Regions from separate parts of the Sus scrofa genome. Here regions 2 and 3 are each linked to region 1. The links are chromatin contacts, called in public Hi-C maps. All regions are on one chromosome and are shown on one strand. The core of a region is the stretch at or near the end of the contact, and the rest is flanking DNA. Distances in the headings are between cores, read along the strand shown.

Evidence for each region. Hi-C and Micro-C count contacts between places; a contact is called where the count stands out from the background.
Region 2: a Hi-C map of liver shows a contact between it and region 1, with 7 times the contacts expected there. The contact joins two enhancer-like sites. A contact is called at or near these places in 1 of 5 promoter capture datasets (liver) and 5 of 47 Hi-C or Micro-C datasets (liver and skeletal muscle).
Region 3: a contact with region 1 is called in a Hi-C map of liver, with 7 times the contacts expected there. The contact joins the promoter of SALL1 here to the enhancer-like site in region 1. A contact is called at or near these places in 1 of 5 promoter capture datasets (liver) and 6 of 47 Hi-C or Micro-C datasets (epiblast stem cells, liver and skeletal muscle).

What each region holds. Positions count from the first base shown.
Region 1 is chr6:33,520,554-33,523,253 of Sscrofa11.1, reverse strand. No RefSeq gene overlaps it. Among named protein-coding and RNA genes, the nearest start is that of SALL1, 210 kb to the left of the region's middle. Within about 2 kb of position 1,378, at least 9 of the 83 cell types and tissues checked have an H3K27ac peak or open chromatin away from gene starts, as enhancers often do. A contact at or near this core is called in liver, where this site is marked.
Region 2 is chr6:33,341,592-33,344,291 of Sscrofa11.1, reverse strand. No RefSeq gene overlaps it. Among named protein-coding and RNA genes, the nearest start is that of SALL1, 390 kb to the left of the region's middle. Within about 2 kb of position 1,286, at least 1 of the 83 cell types and tissues checked has an H3K27ac peak or open chromatin away from gene starts, as enhancers often do. A contact at or near this core is called in liver, where this site is marked.
Region 3 is chr6:33,730,281-33,732,980 of Sscrofa11.1, reverse strand. SALL1 (sal-like protein 1) reads right to left here and starts at 1,315. Exons shown (of 4, transcript XM_003126987.4): 1 at 929-1,315. It overlaps LOC110260963 (a long non-coding RNA gene), which reads right to left. Exons shown (of 2, transcript XR_002344613.1): 2 at 2,633-2,700.

The DNA of each region.
Region 1 (2,700 bases), core at 129-2,628:
ATAGCAATGGTTCTGAAACCCAGATGGGGAAAATGGCCTGGCTAAGGTCCCACAGCTATTCGGTGACCGAGCCAGGAGTAATGCTCCAGTCCCTGAGATTTGCTGTTATTTAATCCCACCTGAATGGCTGTGATCAAAGGACATAGTTTCTCTCACACATAAAGCAATAACTCGACTTTAAAAAAAAGTTAGTTATGTGACTAGTGAACTATGTCTACCATGGAGCGGTGCCCTTAGTCAAGCGCTAAGGTCTGGGCATGTGCATGCCTTTATTTCTGCGTGACAGGACCTCATTTGAATGCACAAGCGAACACAGACCTGGTGGAAAGATCATTAACTGAGCTGTGGTGGGGCTCATAGGTAGTCAACCACACGCTTGTGTGCGCCGCTGCTGGAAACCATGGTGATTAGGAAACGGCTGGCTGCCCCACGTGGGGTGATGGGTTCCAAACACACCAGTTCCTGCTCTGGGATGGTGGTCCTCCCTGCGTGTATCTGCATGAAAATCAAAATCCGTACCTGCGGAATGATTAATCCATATCTATCTGCCTATCTATCTATCTCTTTCTGCATCCATCCATCTACCCATCCATCCATCCATTTTCCTCAGCTAAGTGTGATTCTCTGTGTATGTTTAGGTATCATGATAAAGAGGTAGACACATATTTCCTTATCAGAGAGTTTTATTTATCTACCTTGCAAAAACGATCAGGCCTGGGGTCTTTTTCTTTTTGCTCCATCCCCCCCCACCCCAATTATGATCTTTGGCATCAATTTTGGGTTTTGTAGGGTCTGGCAAATCAAAGGGCAAACTTCTGCTCATCCTGAGTGAAATTAAGTTAAAAGGAACATAGCAAGTAACTTTAAAGAGGAAAAGAGGTGGTACCAAGAGCATCTGGTGGATTGCATGGCAAGAAGTAGTCCTCGCTAAGGACTTGGGTCTCTGTGTTCACTTTTGATTGGTTTCCACGCCATTTGATTTCCCCTCCACAAGCACCTTCCAACACAGCATGAGAGCTTTTGTCTGTGTCCTTTCCACCCACCCGAAGCCCTTCTGATCCACGGCCCCCATCAGGCAGTCCTGCTTCCACGGGTCGGTTGAGCCAAGCCACGTCATGGTAAGATCTACTTTTTTAAAAATCAGAGCTCAGGCTTAAATTTTCTCACCAGATTCCAAAAATTAGAAAGAAAACTAAAACAATACACCAAACCACCCCAAAGAGAATGCCTCGCTGCTCTTTGCGCTATTTCTGCCCCCATATCACACTTGTAACCTTCTGAATGTACAAAAAGATTTTTTATTGTAGCTCCAAAGGAACAAATGACCTCTTCAAATTCATAATGAGGTATGCATCGAACGGAACACGGCCCAAGGTGAGTCATTCATTAATCATAAACAAAACAGCCCCTGATCAAGGACACATCAGAACACACTGTAAAAAGAGGCTCGGTTGCCCAATCTCTTTATTTAATATTAACTACATTATGTTTTTCATGTGAGTTCTGAGAAGGTGATTTTCTCACTTTCTTTGTAGCCAGTTCAGTGTGAATGGATAATTACTTCCCTTAATGCTGTTCCCCTGAAGGTTAACCCTGTTCAACAAGACGCGATCCAATCTCACCTCTCCTGAGGGGGAAGGGGGGCCCCCCACCCTTCTCGGACGACTTTTAGCTGGAATCCCTCAAGCATAAAAACATCCGCCAAGAGGCATATTTCAAATGACATGAATAATATTTGTGATTAATAACAGCTAACCAGAGATGCACAATCCAAGAAATACATTATTAGCTTATTACAGATATCCGATATGCTAATTATCTTCAAAAATTTCATTGCTGATGACTGTTTTGGCAGCAGTGTGAGCAGGGGAAGAGGAAATTTAAACTTTTATGTAAGTTGGAAACAAAGCATTGGGGGCGAATGGACTTTAGAAGACCTGGGAATGGTATTTTTGTATTTCATTCTGTCGGATGAGGAGGAAATTAAATAATGAGAAATGAAATCAGTGGGAAGAGGGAAACTTGAGTCAAGGAGAACTTGTCACCAGAAGCTCTTCTCTGCCTTTCTTGACAAAAGGCTCCTGGGGCAGAAATGGGCAGGTAACACGATAGGGTTTGGCGAGATTTGCCTGGGTGCTTTCCGGGTGTGTATGTGTGTCACTGCTTTCCTCAGACCAAAACGATTTACTCCTGAATCCCCGCATTTCCAGGGGAGACCAGAGCCCTGCCAGCTGTTTTCCTATCGCTCTCACCTCACCCATGTCCCCACCAGATCCAACACTCCATGGTAAATGGACAAAACTAGGAGTTCCAATCATGGCTCAGCAGTAACAAACGCGACCGGTGTCCATGAGGACGAAGGTTTGATCCCTGGCCCCGCTCCGTGGGTTAAGGATCCGGCATTGCCATGAGCTGTGATGTAGGTTGCAGACTGACTCGGATCCCACAGTGCGGTGACTGTGGTGTAGTCCAGCAGCTTCAGCTCCCACTGGACTCATATGCCATGGGTGTGGCCCTAGAAAGACAAAAAAAAATAAAAATAAAATAAAGGACAAAACCAGCTTGGGCACCGTCTTGGAAGCACCACAGATTACAGAGCGTGGGAGAGAGGACCCAGGAGAAGGTCACACCCTAACTTAGTCTAGGAGTCTAGAGTCAACCCACCCATTTTACTGATGGCAAAGCTGAGTTCCAGAAAGT
Region 2 (2,700 bases), core at 37-2,536, 180 kb after region 1:
GATGTCCCAGTGGCTAAAGAAAAGTCACATGGCCGAACGCAGTGTTCACGTGAGAGGAAGCTACATAAGGATGTGGATACCAGAAAATGTGATTCATTGGTTCATTCATTCATGGGGGCCTTAGCTTATGAATCTGCGAAATAGATTCTTTTTCTGATCCAAGCGAGTTGCGTGGTTGGCCTCCATGTAAACGGAAAAAGTATCCAGTGGGCTATTCACAAATGTTATTTTTTTAAGGTAAATTAATACTTATGTTCTTGCCTTATATTATTTTATGTATATGTGCTATTTACACACCAGTTCCAAAAGGACTAGAGGATGCTTGCAATAAAAAGTAGATATAAGATTAAGCGTTAGAACTCTTCAAAAGTCTTAAAGGCTAACTTTGCCGAATCGAATACTCAATTTAATGTTGAGCTTCCTAGGAATCAAGGCAGAAATGGAGAAACATGATGGATCAATTGCTCTTTATTACTTACTGAGAGAAAGCACATTGTTTTTAGGAGTGATCACCTTTCTCTTGTCTCTAAATACACAGAGCATCCTAGAGAAAGAGGTGTTCCACAGAGCATTACTGAGAGTGGAGAAGCCTTCTCCCAACATCCTGGGACAGAAACCAAGGCACTAATGTGAGATTCACTGAACAGGTCTCTGACGTGGGACACACCATAGGATGAATGAATGCCGGTGTGTTGACATAGCCTACGTAGAGAACGTGGAATACTTCAGATTATCAATGCAACCTTCGACTACAGAGACACCATCAGAGATCCCTGGGCCACACATTTCAACTGTGGAGCCCCAATCCTTCCTGTTCATTCACTCTAGAACAGTCCTCCAAAACATTTCATAGCTTTTCTCTGCCTCTGCTGATTCAGGTCTCTCCACAAACGCTCTCTCATCAGAATTCTTCCCTGACCACACCGTCAAAATCAGTGTCTCTTCCCAACCCGCTTTCCTGAAGATACGGCCTCCCTTTCACTCACCCGGCTTTACGTTTCCTTGCCTTGGGTTGTCATCCTACTTGGCAGCCACCACTGCCACTGAATATTGCATGACTACAAATATTACTGCACAGGATCCCAGGATGACTTTTCTCTGGGTAGAGACTTAATGTCAATTTTGTTGGACGCTGGTTGATGATTTTCAGGAAGGCACTAGATGCATGAAATTCAAAACAAGGTAAAAGTGAGTCCACAGCTCTTTTGCACAGAGCAGCTGCTGCCTGTGTAGACTGGGTCTGTTTGAGGGTAGGCGTAAGCAGTGAGGGAGATATTAGAGGAGCTGTGTTTCAACTGGATCAACGTGGATCCATTCCAAGCTCTGTCACTCACTCGCTGTGTGACTTCTGGTAACTTTGGCCCCACGTTTATTCAAAGGTGAGCCAGGGATGATGATCTTGCTTGTTCCCAACGTGGTTGCCACGATTTAGTAACAACCTCAACAGTGTTTAGCACAGACGGACCCACACTGTGCATTTTCTCTTTCTTGCCACATATATACAGAAGAGGCGAGCGTTGACGAAGGCTGTTTTTTTTCTGAAGGCAATTTATTGGACTATCCCAGGGATGTTTATTTTCTTAACTAGAGGTCACAGGACTTGAAGACCACTAATGAAGGAGATGGTAGCTGGGGGAGCCGAGGAGTTTCCCCATTTCTTCCAAGTCTCTTCTTAGACTGAAAAAAAAAAAAGTCCCCTGTAAATTTTATGACTGCAGTGTCAAAAGTCTTCTATCCAAATCGCAGTAAATATTCTAATGAAGTCTGGAAAGAAAGCCATTTGTAATGGCTTGGGGCAGAGTATTAAGATAGCCTGTTTCTCGTTAGTCAGTCATTAGAGAGATCTAACATGCATGGGAAATGGTTTCCTGTTGTAAGTGCTTTAAAACCAAGTTTTAGGAAACCCCATTTCCTGCCGGCTCATTTGGAGACAGCAATGTGCCAACTGGTCAGACTTTTTAGCTGGTCAAATGGTGGCCTCCTTGGCTGCAATTGAGTTCAGATGCAGCAGCCTCAGAGTGGGCTTCGCTGCTCGGGGGTCCTGGCAAGAAGTAGGCAGGTCCATGGCGTAAGGACATCTGGACTGGGCACCGCTGGGGGCATTTTGCCTCCTATTTTAAGTGTTTTGATTCACGGCATGAATCAAATGCAGGAAGAGGAACTTCTAGCCTGGGCCTGGACACGGAGGTCTAGATCCTGCTGACGGAGCTGACGGGAAAATGGTGGATGTTTCTCTCTGGTTTGGGAGGGTTTGGACGGCCGATGGGAGAGCGCATTCTTTTAACTACTGTGCTGTGTATTAAAACGGAATTTTCTGAAATGAGGAAGTCCCAGAGACGTCCATTAGGATGCAGATGCGAGTATTTGCTAATCAAATCCATTTGCTTCTTTTTATGTGTGAGATGAGGGTCACTACTGTACGTGGAAGCCAGAAACTGATGGATGCGGGAAGACCACACAGGTCCTCACCTCCAGGAGACGCCTTCTGTAACAACTGCCCAAATCGACAAGGGAAACCCTCATTGCTGCTTAATCCATCATTGCTGCTTCACCCAGGAGAGGTCCCCAAGTATACCCACCTCTAGGTATACCCTGCTGTTCTAAGCGGGCACAGACAGCACAAATATATGCACTTTCTTAACCAACTGTCAGAAGGATGCAGTGAGAAAGTACTTTTACTGTCCCTATGATAACTTTCTT
Region 3 (2,700 bases), core at 66-2,565, 210 kb before region 1:
CCGCCCGCCCCCTCCCCGGCTCCCCGGCCCCGGGCGCAGCGCGCATGTGTCCTGCTATAATTATGATTATCAATAATGCATTGCGATTAATCATAGAGGGGCTCTTTGAAAGGCGATTGGCACCGGGCCAGCGCTATTCAAACCCGCTCGCCTTAATCAATTAGTTCGTGATTTGCTGCAGACCCCTGTCTCTCCGCGCGCTGGCCCAATAAGCCGGCCGCGGGGCTGGCTCTGCGCTCCGCGCCGCCCGACACTGGGTTAACCCTCTTCGCGACCGCCCGGGACTCCGCGGCCGGGCCGCCGGGGGCCTGCCTTCTCGCCTCTGCGCACCCAGCGCCCCGGCCCGCGCCCCCCGCCTCCCGCCCTCGCTCCCCCCCCCCCATCCCAGGCTGGGCCGACCCAAATTAGCATGCCCTCCCCGGAATTAAGCCTCTCGGGGTAGGGGGTGGGGGTGGGGCCGGACGGCGGCTGGGGACCCGGGCTGCGGGCGAGCGGCGAACTTCCCAACTCCGGCGCTAGGCGCGCCGGCCTGCGGGGGGAGGGCGTCCCGTGGCGGGATTTGGGGGGAGGAAGTCCCGTTTCGTGAGTGTTTCTTCGTTTCTTTAAGAGCTACCAGAAAGCAGCCCACCCCCACCCCCATAAAAAAAAAAAAAAAAAGCGAGTGGGGAAGAGCCAGCCCCACGCCGGTCCGCCTCCCGCCCGCGGCCCGGCCTCCCTCCCTCTCGCCGCCTGGCTCGGTGCTCCTCCGCCCCGAGTTCTCCATCCCTGGATCGCGGGCTCGCGGGGGCGCGGAGAAGAGGACCAAGGAAAGGTTTGGGAACGTGATGGGTTTGGGGCTCGGGGGGGTGGGGAGGGCAGCTCTCCCGCCACCCCGATTCGCCTCAAAGGGCCCCAGTCCTCCAGGCTCTCGCTTGCCCCCTTTCTCTACCTCGGACATTCCCAGGACAATTAGGGCTGAAGTTTTCGGGAGACGCGGCCCCGAACCCGTGGGATAAGGGGGCGGCCCGGCTCCGCCCAGGACCCCTCCCGGACCTCCCCCCCGGCTGCCCCGGTTGGCTGCAGGGCGCGTCACTCCGCGGGGAGGCGGCGGCAGCTGTGGCGCCGCGGAGCCGGGGGCGGGCGGAGAGCGGGGACCGGCCTAGGATCCGAGTTCAGCTCCAGCCGGGGGGAGGGGAGGGGCCGCCGCTCACCCGGCGCGCTGCAACCCTCCCCTGGCCTCGGGAGGCGCGGCCCTGCCTCGCCGGCTCCGGGCAAGGCCAGTCACTGGGAGCCCTGGGCTGCCCGCCCTGGGAGAGGGGGCCGCGCCCCAGGCTCTTGGAGAAGAGGTGGCCGAGCCCAGCCGGGAGTGAGAGGGGCGGCGGGGGTGGGGGTGGGGGTCCCTGTCCGCAGCTGTTTGGCCCCGCAGAAGCTCGCCTCCACCTCTCAGGCATTTGCCGAGCGCGGCGCCCAAACTTTTCGCACCAGCTCCATCTCCTCAGGCTGGGATGCAGCCTCCCCACCCGCGCCCGGAATGGGGAGCCTTGGACCCGCACTCCCTCCTCTGGGCTTGGGCGCCCGCGAACCTGAGGCTCAGTCCTCGGCTCAGCCTAGCTCTTCCCCTCGAGTCTCGGGGTCTTCTCGCTCCAAGGTTCCCGAAGTCCTGCGCCCGAGGGACAAACTAAACTTCGGTTGAGTAATGGGGAGGAGGGGGGTGCAGATACACAATCCCTGCCCTATCTCGCTATCGGGAAACGAGAGGGCTCATAAGGACGCCCCAATTCGGGAGCGCCCTGGAGTCTGGAGAGCTACACAGTCGGTTCGCGCGAAGTGGGCATCAATCTTCTGAATAGAGTTTCGGGTCCTCTAGACCCTACTGCGCTCCCCCATGACTCTTTCTTTAGTGGGTTTTTTCTTTTTTGTCTTTTTTATCCTTTTTAATCTAAATATTTTGTGTGAGGGTGAATGTTTCTGTTTTTCTCCTACCGACTAATTTTATTCTTGGTTAACTTCTCCTTTCTCCTCCTTGCTCGCCCTCTCTTCACCTTTTCATTTCTCCCTATTTTTTCCTCTCTTTTGCCCTCGCTCGGTTACACACACACACGCACGCGCGCACACACACGCCCCCTCTCTACCTCGCTCTCCCTTTCTCCCCAGGTCCTGTTGGTTACCGTAGATTTTGATAAAAAGACAAACGAAGCCATCAGTGGCGCTGATGTTGAAGAATGAAGATAATAATGTTTCCATAGGTGGTGCTTCAAATGCCATTATTTCTCACTGAATATTTAAAGAGATCCCTCGGCAAAGATGAATCTGCGTGCTCCTGGGGTGCGAGCCGCTCGCTTTCCTCCAGACCCCCGGGAAAGTGTGCAGGAGCACGTGTAAAACCAACCCCCCCACTCCGCAAACTGTGGTCCTCACAAACACCCCAGCCCACCCTCTCTCAGAGGGTGCACTTGCACGTTCGTTTCTCCGCTTACGCCCGCGTTTGGAGCCGCCCGCCTAACAATCTTGGCTTCTTGAAAGTCCGGGCCTCCCGGGCACCGTGTGCTGCCGGGAACCGAGCCTAGCTGGCTGTCCCGCAAACCCTTCCTCCCGGTACGCAGCGCGTACGCAGGGAGAAGCTCCCGGGCAGAGCTTCACACGTGTTCGTTACTTGCTGTGTTGCTGTGTGTGTGATTAAGGACGGGGGGGGGAGCTTTCGCCCCCCACCAAAACACCGAA